Linked DNA regions of Sus scrofa: all the other regions are linked to region 1. A link is a contact called in public Hi-C data. All regions are on one chromosome and are shown on one strand. Each heading gives the region's core, a stretch centred on a gene start, on an enhancer-like site or on the middle of the called end of the contact. The rest is flanking DNA. Distances are from core to core; before and after follow the strand shown. Region 1 overlaps MAML3 (mastermind-like protein 3). Region 2 holds the start of MAML3 (mastermind-like protein 3). Region 3 overlaps MAML3 (mastermind-like protein 3).

The links. Hi-C and Micro-C count contacts between places; a contact is called where the count stands out from the background.
Region 2: a contact with region 1 is called in a Hi-C map of embryonic fibroblasts, with 3 times the contacts expected there. The contact joins the promoter of MAML3 here to the enhancer-like site in region 1. A contact is called at or near these places in 4 of 5 promoter capture datasets (fetal skeletal muscle, liver and skeletal muscle), 16 of 47 Hi-C or Micro-C datasets (adipocytes, alveolar macrophages, brain and 11 more) and 1 of 2 datasets of contacts at active chromatin or transcription factors (skeletal muscle).
Region 3: a Hi-C map of embryonic fibroblasts shows a contact between it and region 1, with 2.6 times the contacts expected there. The contact joins two enhancer-like sites. A contact is called at or near these places in 1 of 47 Hi-C or Micro-C datasets (embryonic fibroblasts) and 1 of 2 datasets of contacts at active chromatin or transcription factors (skeletal muscle).

Annotation. Positions count from the first base shown.
Region 1 is chr8:87,290,694-87,293,712 of Sscrofa11.1, reverse strand. The region is part of intron 4 of MAML3 (mastermind-like protein 3); the gene reads right to left. Among named protein-coding and RNA genes, the nearest start is that of MGST2, 100 kb to the left of the region's middle. Within about 2 kb of position 1,517, at least 56 of the 83 cell types and tissues checked have an H3K27ac peak or open chromatin away from gene starts, as enhancers often do. A contact at or near this core is called in brain, embryonic fibroblasts, epiblast stem cells and 5 more, where this site is marked.
Region 2 is chr8:86,877,716-86,880,734 of Sscrofa11.1, reverse strand. It overlaps MAML3 (mastermind-like protein 3), which reads right to left and starts at 1,382. Exons shown (of 7, transcript XM_021100677.1): 1 at 92-1,382. The coding sequence starts at 562.
Region 3 is chr8:86,918,757-86,921,775 of Sscrofa11.1, reverse strand. The region is part of intron 1 of MAML3 (mastermind-like protein 3); the gene reads right to left. Among named protein-coding and RNA genes, the nearest start is that of MAML3, 41 kb to the right of the region's middle. Within about 2 kb of position 1,440, at least 18 of the 83 cell types and tissues checked have an H3K27ac peak or open chromatin away from gene starts, as enhancers often do. A contact at or near this core is called in embryonic fibroblasts, where this site is marked.

The sequences.
Region 1 (3,019 bases), core at 268-2,767:
TTTCACTCTTTTCTTTCCACCCTAGACTTGCTACCTGTTTTTACCTTACCCTTCCTTCCAATGGGATAAAGCTGTTTCTTGCCACCTCTGGAGACAAATGGTTGACTGAGCTAACGCTTTAACAAGCGGAGTCACAACAGAGGTATAGGTAATTAACCAATCAGCAAAAACACAGTTATATGGGGTTTTTTACTGTGTACTTCAGTATATTTGATATTTTCCAATTTTGATAAGGAGGAGAGAGCAGGAAAGAAAATGAGACCCAAGGGAAGATCTGGTTTTCTTCAGCCTGATTTTATGAGAGGCCTGGCCTGGGCTGGCCCTGTTTATCTTTGTGCACTTTGAGAGATTCTGGTCCTGTGAGACCTGTGAGCTTGCCCGGGAGTGGCAGGTAGCGATGTGTGGCCTCCCCAGCCTTCTCTGCACCAGAAAGAAAGATCAAGGCAAACGAGGTCAGGATGTAGCATCATCTAAGCACTTCTGGCCCCTGTCTTCCCGGACCAAAAAGAAATCCCCCACTTTCTGAAAGTTCACTTTACGCCACTTTGCTTTTACCAAAGCCCGACACTGGTACCTGTTTTGCTAACCAAAAGACATCTGAAGAGGACTTCTGCTTTTATGAAGAAAAGGTGAAAATTTAACATAGTGTTCAGTGTTTGTTTTGCAGAGAATGATTACAGAGGCAGCTGGCAGCCCCAGCAGCAGGAGTGGCGCCACCAGGCTCCTTCCCCAGGAACTACACTCAGCATCTCAGCATCAAGCTGCCAGAGCTTTGGATTGTGCGAGAGCATCTGCCCTTTATTTATTTTGCACATTCTTAGCAAGACATGTCCTAAGGCACTTGCCTCTTCTTGGCTTTAAGCCATTCCGGCTTAGGAAAGGTTTCACAGGAATGCTCTGCGTTCACATGGGGGCCCCAGGGTTGGGGAAGGAGACCTGTACCTGAAAAGCACGGTGGGGGAAATACCTTCCCAAAGTGATAGTCTGCTTACTGCTTCCCTGGATTATGTATTTCTCCAAATGATTCCCACCCAAAAGTTTTGCCTTCAGGTTTCTCACTGAAGACCTTTAGACAAGGGCCATGTACTTATTTATTTATTTATTTATTAGTATTTTTGCCTTTTCTTGGGCTGCTCCCGAGGCATATGGAGGTTCCCAGGCTAGGGGTCTAATCAGAGCTGTAGCTGGCAGCCTACACCAGAGCCACAGCAACGCAGGATCTGAGCCGCATCTGTGACCCACACCACAGCTCACGGCAAAGCCGGATCCTTAACCCACTGAGCAAGGCCAGGGATCAAACCTGCAACCTCATGATTCCTAGTCAGAGTCATTAACCACTGAGCCACGACAGGGACTCCTGGGCTATGTGCAACATCCGTGATCCGAGGTTGATCCAGCTGTAGGACTTTCCCAACCAGCTCTGCTGCTTCAACAGCAGTGACACCTAGAGCCCCAGGCTCAGGGGTGTGAGCCCAGTGCAAAGACACATGCACGGAGTGACTCACCTTACAAATTGAGCTGGTGAGGCCATTAGCTGTTTCATATGACATGGTGGCTTTTAACCTCCAGTCTGAGAAGGCTTAATGAGCAATAGTCTGGAGAATTTCAGGATTTCAAGCCACTGCTCTTGTTTCTAAGGAGGACACACACTGGGTGTGCAATTAGAGAAAAACCAGGCTGAGCTTTCGTCACCAGAAATGTAATGCCTTGAAGCCAAATGATGCAGTATTTTTAGTTTTAATTACTAGCTTGTTCTCTACTCCACCCCCGGCCCAACGACCTCCCTTGCCTTCTACCCAGAATCTTAATTCCGTCTCTTCCCCTCAGAAATCCAATTGAATACATAGATCTTCATTACTCCCCAAAGCTCTCATGCTTCACTAAAATAAAGGTGGGGGGGGAATCAAAACCAAGGAACCTATTTTACGTATCTTCTCCTCCAGGGAAAAGATCCCTGCAATTTTCTAAGGGCTGGAGAGAGGTAGGAGGTGTAAAAAACACCCCACCTTCCCCAAAGAAGCAGTTTTCTACTTCAAAAAAACAGCTGTGGTAAAAATATCTCTCAAGAGCAGCCAGCTGTTTATTTATAAATCTGTGCGTAGGGAAGCTTTATTTCTCTTATGTGTTTTCAAGAACATGCAGAGTATTTGGGTGAGAAGGGCCGGGGTTGCTGGCGGCAAACCAACGATGACTAGCTCCTTGGGGATGGAGGGCGGCGGGGGACGGCAAAAGGCGGCCGGCGGGGATGAGAGGGTGCCCGGACTTTGCGAAGTGGCTGGAGGCAGCCTAGGGCTTCAGTCTTTTTTCAGGTGTTCTCCTCCGGCAAGAACGCAGCTGCTGTTCTCCTCCTGCCCCAGCAGATGGTGGTGTCAGCCCGGCCCTCGCTGCCAGCCCGCCTGCTCCGCCCGCTCCGCCCGCGCGGCGTGTCCCCCACCCCCAGCTTGCAGATGGCTTAATCATGACTCGCCTTCCTCCCCCACCCCGTCCCCCCGCCCCGCGCGTCTGGGCTAACGCTGCGAGCGTGGAGCCAGGCAGTCAAGTGTTACTGCGTACAGCAGGTAGCCTGGCAACTGAGAGCATAATATCGAGCAGATGGTGTTCGCATGGCGTGATGGACATCACACACGACAGCCTGAGACAATCCAGGAATTCCCTGGTGACTGGAGGCCCTCTTTACACAAAATGAGTTCTCTCTCCATTGCCCTGTATCTCTGGGGTTATCTCCCCCCACCCCCATCTCCGACTGACACTGAACTGGTTTCTTATTACCGACTTTGCTTCCAGCCCGAGGAGAGCGAGATCTCACGTGGGGGGTGGGGGAAGCCGTGGAAGGAAACGGAAGGGCCGGGAGCTGGAGGACGTGATGGGGACGGTGGCGACCCGAGACGGGAGGGAGAGTGGTGCACCCCAGACCCCGGGGCCGGCTGGCCGAGAGGGACGGGCTTCCTCGCAGCCCCAGCTGCAACCAAGCCGGCGCGGGGAGGCGAGCCTGGGCTCAATGTCTTTGCCACCGCAGGGC
Region 2 (3,019 bases), core at 133-2,632, 410 kb after region 1:
CCCGCCTTGCAAATCAGATCCCCGTGCCCCCGTGTAAGAAGCTCCCCCCCCCCACGCGCGCGCCCCATGCCCGCTGCCAGCGCGCCCTCACCATGATCAGCGTGTGGTTCCTCTGCTCCGCCGAGGCAGCCTCCGCATCTTGCTGGGGTTTGCTCTGGTGCTGTTGCTTGCCGGTGCCGGCGCCGGATTTCTTGGCCCTCTGCTCCAGGGTCCGCTGGTAGAGGCTCACGGTGTCCCGGCGCTCCAGCTCCAGCTGCTCCACCTGAGCCTGCTGGTACCTGTTCTCGCAGTTGACGTGGTGCCGCCGGCAGCCCTCGATGCGCTGGCGGAGCCGCTCCACCACTGTGCTGTGCTTGGGGACCGCCGCCGATCCGCCGCCGGGGCCCCCGGAGCCGCCGCCACCGCAGCCGGCAGCGGGGTGATTGCTACTCGGAGCAGCGGGAGTACTATTGGGAGTATTATTCACACCGATCCCGGCCCCGCCGAGGCTGCTGTTCAGGCTACTGTTGATGCAAATACTACTGCCATTCGCGGCGGCAGCGGGGGCTGCGAAATCCCCCATCCTGCTCCCCGGGCACACTATTTTGGAAGAACTTTTTTTATCCACCCCCTATCAGCCTTCTCCTTGGGTCCAAGGATTAAAATAGTTTAAGTGGAACGCGGGGGAGACGCAAGCACATGGATGGAAACAGCGATCCCGGCCGGGCGAAAAAAAGGGGGAGAGATTTTGGGGTGGTTTTTTTGTTTCCTTTTTTAAACTGTAAAGCTCGAGGGGGAAAAAGAGGGGGGTGTTATCAGAATACCATCAGACACCTATCAACAAAAAGAATCACAACAAACTGAGCCAGCAGCAAATCGGGTTGCAACTCAAGGGGAGATCCGCTCTTCGCCTGCCTTCTTTTTATAATCCATTATTTTCTAATAAATTCCAGGAGATTTCCGGTAGTTGGCAAGCATTTTCTCCCTACGTACCGAAAAACACACCCCATGTACACACACAAGCATATGCCTCCAGTGCGGACACGCGCGACACACACTCACTCCACACCGCATCGGAAAACGGCAAGCTTGCTTATTGCATTTTCCTTCCACAAAAAAGTTTTGGTGTTTATGCCGCCCCGTGTTCTCAAAGTACTTTGGCTGCTCAGTTGCATTTCACAGGAACCTAGATATCGAATCCTCGGGCTGGGGGAAGTAAACACATGGACAGTCCGAGGCGACTGCAAAAGTAGATCGGTGAAGTCCTTTGCAAAACGCCGCGCGGAGAGCAGCCCCTAACGCTCGGCTGGGCTGCCGCTGCCGCCGCTGCTCCTGCCACCATCACAATGATCAACTGCTCGCCGCCGCCGCCGCCGCCGCCGCCGCCTCCTCCTCTCGCTCCTCCACCTCCTCCTCCTCCTCCATGCCAGCGGAGTGATATCAGGACGCGCGAGCTCAGTAAACACGGCAGCGGCGGCGGCTTGGAGGCCGTGAGACAGGCCCGGGGACACCGCGCAAAACCCGGCCCGGACTCTCACCCGGCTGGAGCGGGCGCGGCGCGCACAGGCACCCGGCTCCCGCCTCCCTCCGCTCGTCCTCCCCGCCCTTCCACGCCCCCAACCTCCCTACTACCGGGACTGGGAAGCCGGCGCTGCCAGAAAACAGAGAAAGAAAGATTCTGAGGGATCTTGGGAACGCATCAACTTTTGACCTGTGTGTGTGTGTGTGTGTGTGTGTGTGTGTGTGTGCGTGTGCGCGCGCGCCTGTGTCTGTGTGCGTGCGCGCGTGTGTATATATGTGTGTGCGCGCGAGCACGCGTGCGCGCACGGCCAGGGACGCGCCCGGCTGGCTGGATTTCCTTATTCCAAGCGAGGTATCAAGAGAGCCCAAGTTGTTGTTATACATTTATGCATTATATTGCAGAACCGTGCATGATCAGGCAGAAACACTGAAGCTTCACAGCAGTTGTCTGTCATCCCTATCCATGTGGAAAGAAAAAGGCAAATGAGTGGCTCGTTTGTTTGTAAAACCCAGGTAGTAAGTCCTGAATTGTAGTAACGCTGCTTATGAACACGCGTTCAAACTCTAGGCCATCTTAACACACAAATGCCAAATCCTGAACAAAAAGAAATAGGCAACAAAGAACTTGGAATATTATTTAATGCGCGGTACATAATGACTGCTGTTATTAGGGCAATTATTGTTTTACTTACTTGGAAGAAAAATTAAAATAAAGCAAACAGGGACTTGGAGGTGAGACTAACAGTACATTTTAACAGACTGTTTTGAACACTAGGTGCTAATGACAGCAGTAATTAAGGGTCCTTCGTAAATCAGGTGGAAAGATTGCAGATTTCATGGACTAGAACTATAGGAAAAACACAGCATTTCACAGTTTGTCAAAACAAAAACAAGCAAAAATAACAGGCTGACTTTATTGCTAGATATATTTCTTTCTGTTTAAATGAATTCACCATAAGTACAATTAAAATGGAGTGGCAACCAGAGAGAGTAATCTAAACTTTCCACTATCTTTCTGATATTATCAAAAATATCACCAACAACAATTAAGGATCAAATACAATATCCTTGAGTCTGGACTTAACCCATTGCAAATACATAATTGTGAAAAAATTAAAATAGGGAGTTCCCATCGTGGCTCAGCAGAATCAAATCTCACTAGCATCCATGTGGACACAGGTTCTATCCCTGGCCTGGCTCAGTGGGTTAAGGTTCCCAAATTGCTGTGAGCTGCGGTGTAGGCTGGCAGCTACAGCTCGGATTCAACCCCTGGCCTGGGAACCTCCATATGTCATGGGTGCAGCCCTAGAAAGACCAAAAAAAATAAAATTAAAATGAAGAAATAGCGTTTCTGTGATTATCATGAGAACTTGATTGTGAGCTGTTAATAATAAGGCATTTTATATTATCTCAATAAATCTTAGAGAATTAGTTTTTAGAGTAAAAATACACCCCAGTTTTCTAAAATAGCCAGGAATAAAAGAACTTTGGATCTCATGCATTAGTCATGAGATCTGAT
Region 3 (3,019 bases), core at 191-2,690, 370 kb after region 1:
TGGAGGTTCCCAGGCTAGGGGTCCAATCAGAGCTGTAGACACTGGCCTATGCCAGAGCCACTGCAACGCGGGATCCAAGCCGCGTCTGCGACCTACACCACAGCTCACGGCAATGCCGGATCCCTAACCCACTGAGCAAGGCCAGGAATCAAACCTGCAACCTCATGGTTCCTAGTTGGATTCGTTAACCACTGCGCCATGACGGGAACTCCCATTTATAAATTTTTGAGGAAAGACAGAAAACACTGAGAAAAGAAGAGGAGAAAAGATTAAAAAAGAAAAAGAAAAGAAAAAAATAGGTGTGATCATAGAGCTTGACACAGAGGAACCTCTCCACATTTGAATGGAACCTCTGCTCTTACATTCAAACAGATTGACTCCAATATGCATAGCTGAGTGCCATCCAACATTCTACATAATACTTAAAGCACGCTGTATCAGAATCCCACCAGAGTGCTTTCTTACCACTTCTTACTAACAAAAATTCGTGAAGCTTTCCAGAAAAAGGATTCAAACCTCTTGCAGTGTGCACCACGGGTTCCCTAGCGCCCAAGCAAAGCTTCTGGACCACACGGTGTCTCGTTGCCTCTCCTGAAGCCACTGCATTATCACATTAGCTCAAAGGGGAAGCAGAAAGGCATTGTGCTAATTATGTGTACGAAGACAGCAGTGCAACACCCAGAAAGCCATTTTTTTTTCTTTTAATAGTCCACGCTCCTCTTATTAATAAAAAGTAAAAACTCCAATTTCTTCGCAACCACCTAGAGCTTTTAACGGAAATCTTTTCTTCAACTAGGCTAGCTTTTCCCCAGCTGATCCTATAAACACTGCTGGCAGTTTTTTTCCCCAATGCCTCTAACATATTTTCACTTAGCACCAGTTTGATGTATAAGATCTGACAGCCCGGCAGTTATAGGCCACCTGCATCACTGTCGCCATGACAACAGTGAAAGACAATCCATGATCCCATGCCCTGGTCACACGTTTCAATACAGCTTATCTGTCCAAAGCCACTGAGTCTAATGGAAGAGAGTAATTACCATCTTCCACTCATTGTCAAAATTCCCACCATATAATGCTCTTCAAAATTATTTTATTCCTCTCACATGGCTGCTTTGCAAAAACTAAAAGAAACCTTAAGTGGGAAGGGGGGGTGGGTGGGAGAAGGAGGACGCTGTGACTCGTATAAACGTAGCTGTGTGTGAACCGTCCCTGTGCCGGAAGAATGCACCAGCCAGCAAGAGGGGTACAGAAACAGGTCGAGTTCACTGGATACCATCTTAGGATTCTTAAAAATCTGAGAATGAAAATTGGCAAAATTTCCCAATCTTGGCCTATTCTGAAGGCAGTGCATTACTGCCTCTACAATCCTTACACAGGTATCAGTGTATGTGCCCCTGCAGTATGTGGCAGTTACAGTGACACTGAATGGCGTGACAGCTCCCAAGGGTGGAAACAAGGAAGCAGAGGACTTCCGTGTGGACAACTGGCCCTCGGTCATTCTTCCCAGTACTTGTCAACCCCTCTGCTTCACACTCCAATAATATAAGTGAATACTTGCTTGTCCGACTTTTGGATTCAGTACTGCACATTCTTTTTCGCTTCTTTTTTCTTTTCTTTTCTTTTTGGCCACACCCTTGGGCATGCGGAATTTCCCTGGCCAGGGATCAAACCTGCGCTGCAGCAGTGAACAACAAGCAGGATCCTTAACCTGCTGAATCACCAGTGAACTCCCAGTACCACACATTCTTAGTGCTGGGTACAACCACATCTTTGAGGAAAGGCTCATTCTTAGAGCATTAAAAAGTGAACTTTGACCAACAAACACTTTTGTGGAAAAATCTTGTGGAGAAAAGCACTTAGGAGAAAGAGTCATTAAACTTAAAGACAAAGTCAGAAGTCACGTGGACTTGAAAAGCAAATTACAAAGAGCAAAAAATGCACAGGAAAAGATAACCCTTCAGGTGCAGGCACTCAGCTCCTGGTAAGATGGCTAACCCTTCTTTAACTTCGGTCATTCTCACAGAAATAAAATCATGCCCATCAACTACTCATTAACCAGCAACAAAGTTATAGGAAGTGGTACCGAGCTTCATGGTTAACCAAAAACTCTCCCATTAAGACGAAGCAATTTCATATGATGGGACAAATACCAACCCACAAAAGGACGGAAGCAACATAATGTTCACAGATAACAAATTAATTCTTAGAGGAGTATTTGTACACCTGTCAGAATGAGCCCGAAATGTTCTATTTAGGCTAAATTCTAAAAACCACAGCCATAAAACATTTAGCCAGCTGTCAAAACATTATAGTTATGAACGAACATTACCCACACGATGTGTTAAACATGGCATTATGTACATTACACAACAAGCATGGAAAGCCTGATGAGCCAAAGGCCTGGGTAACACAGCCACTTTAATTGTTTGGTGGCTGGTGGACAGGTCTTCTCTTTCCTGGCCATCCTTTGCCTATATTGATGCTATTCCTTCACAGTCCTCATTGGAAGCCAGAAAAAGGTGGTCTGAGAGGAAACTGAGGCTGAGCCTCCTAACGGAAAAATTCAATCAGTTGTGTAATTTTCTTTCTTTCTCTCTTTTTTTCTTTGCTTTTTCAGGGTTGCACCCACAGCATATGGAGGTTCTCAGGCTAGGGGTCAAATCTGAGCTCTAACTGCTGACCTATGCCACAGCCACAGCAATGCCAGATCTGAGCCTCGTCTGCGACCTACACCACAGCTCACAGAAATGCTGGATCCTTTACTCACTGGGCAAGGCCAGGGATCGAACCTGTGTCCTCATGGTTACTAGTCAGAGTCGTTTCCGCTGAGCCATGACGGGAACTCCTCATTTGTGTAATTTTTCATAGGACATCAAAGATATAGCTGTTAGCAAACACAGGGGTGTTAAGTAAAGCTCTAGTCAAAGTGGCCACCTCATGATCAGAACATTCCAATCAAGTCAGCCAACTTAAAACACTTGGAGGAAACATTTTTGTATAGTCATTGTGGATTTCA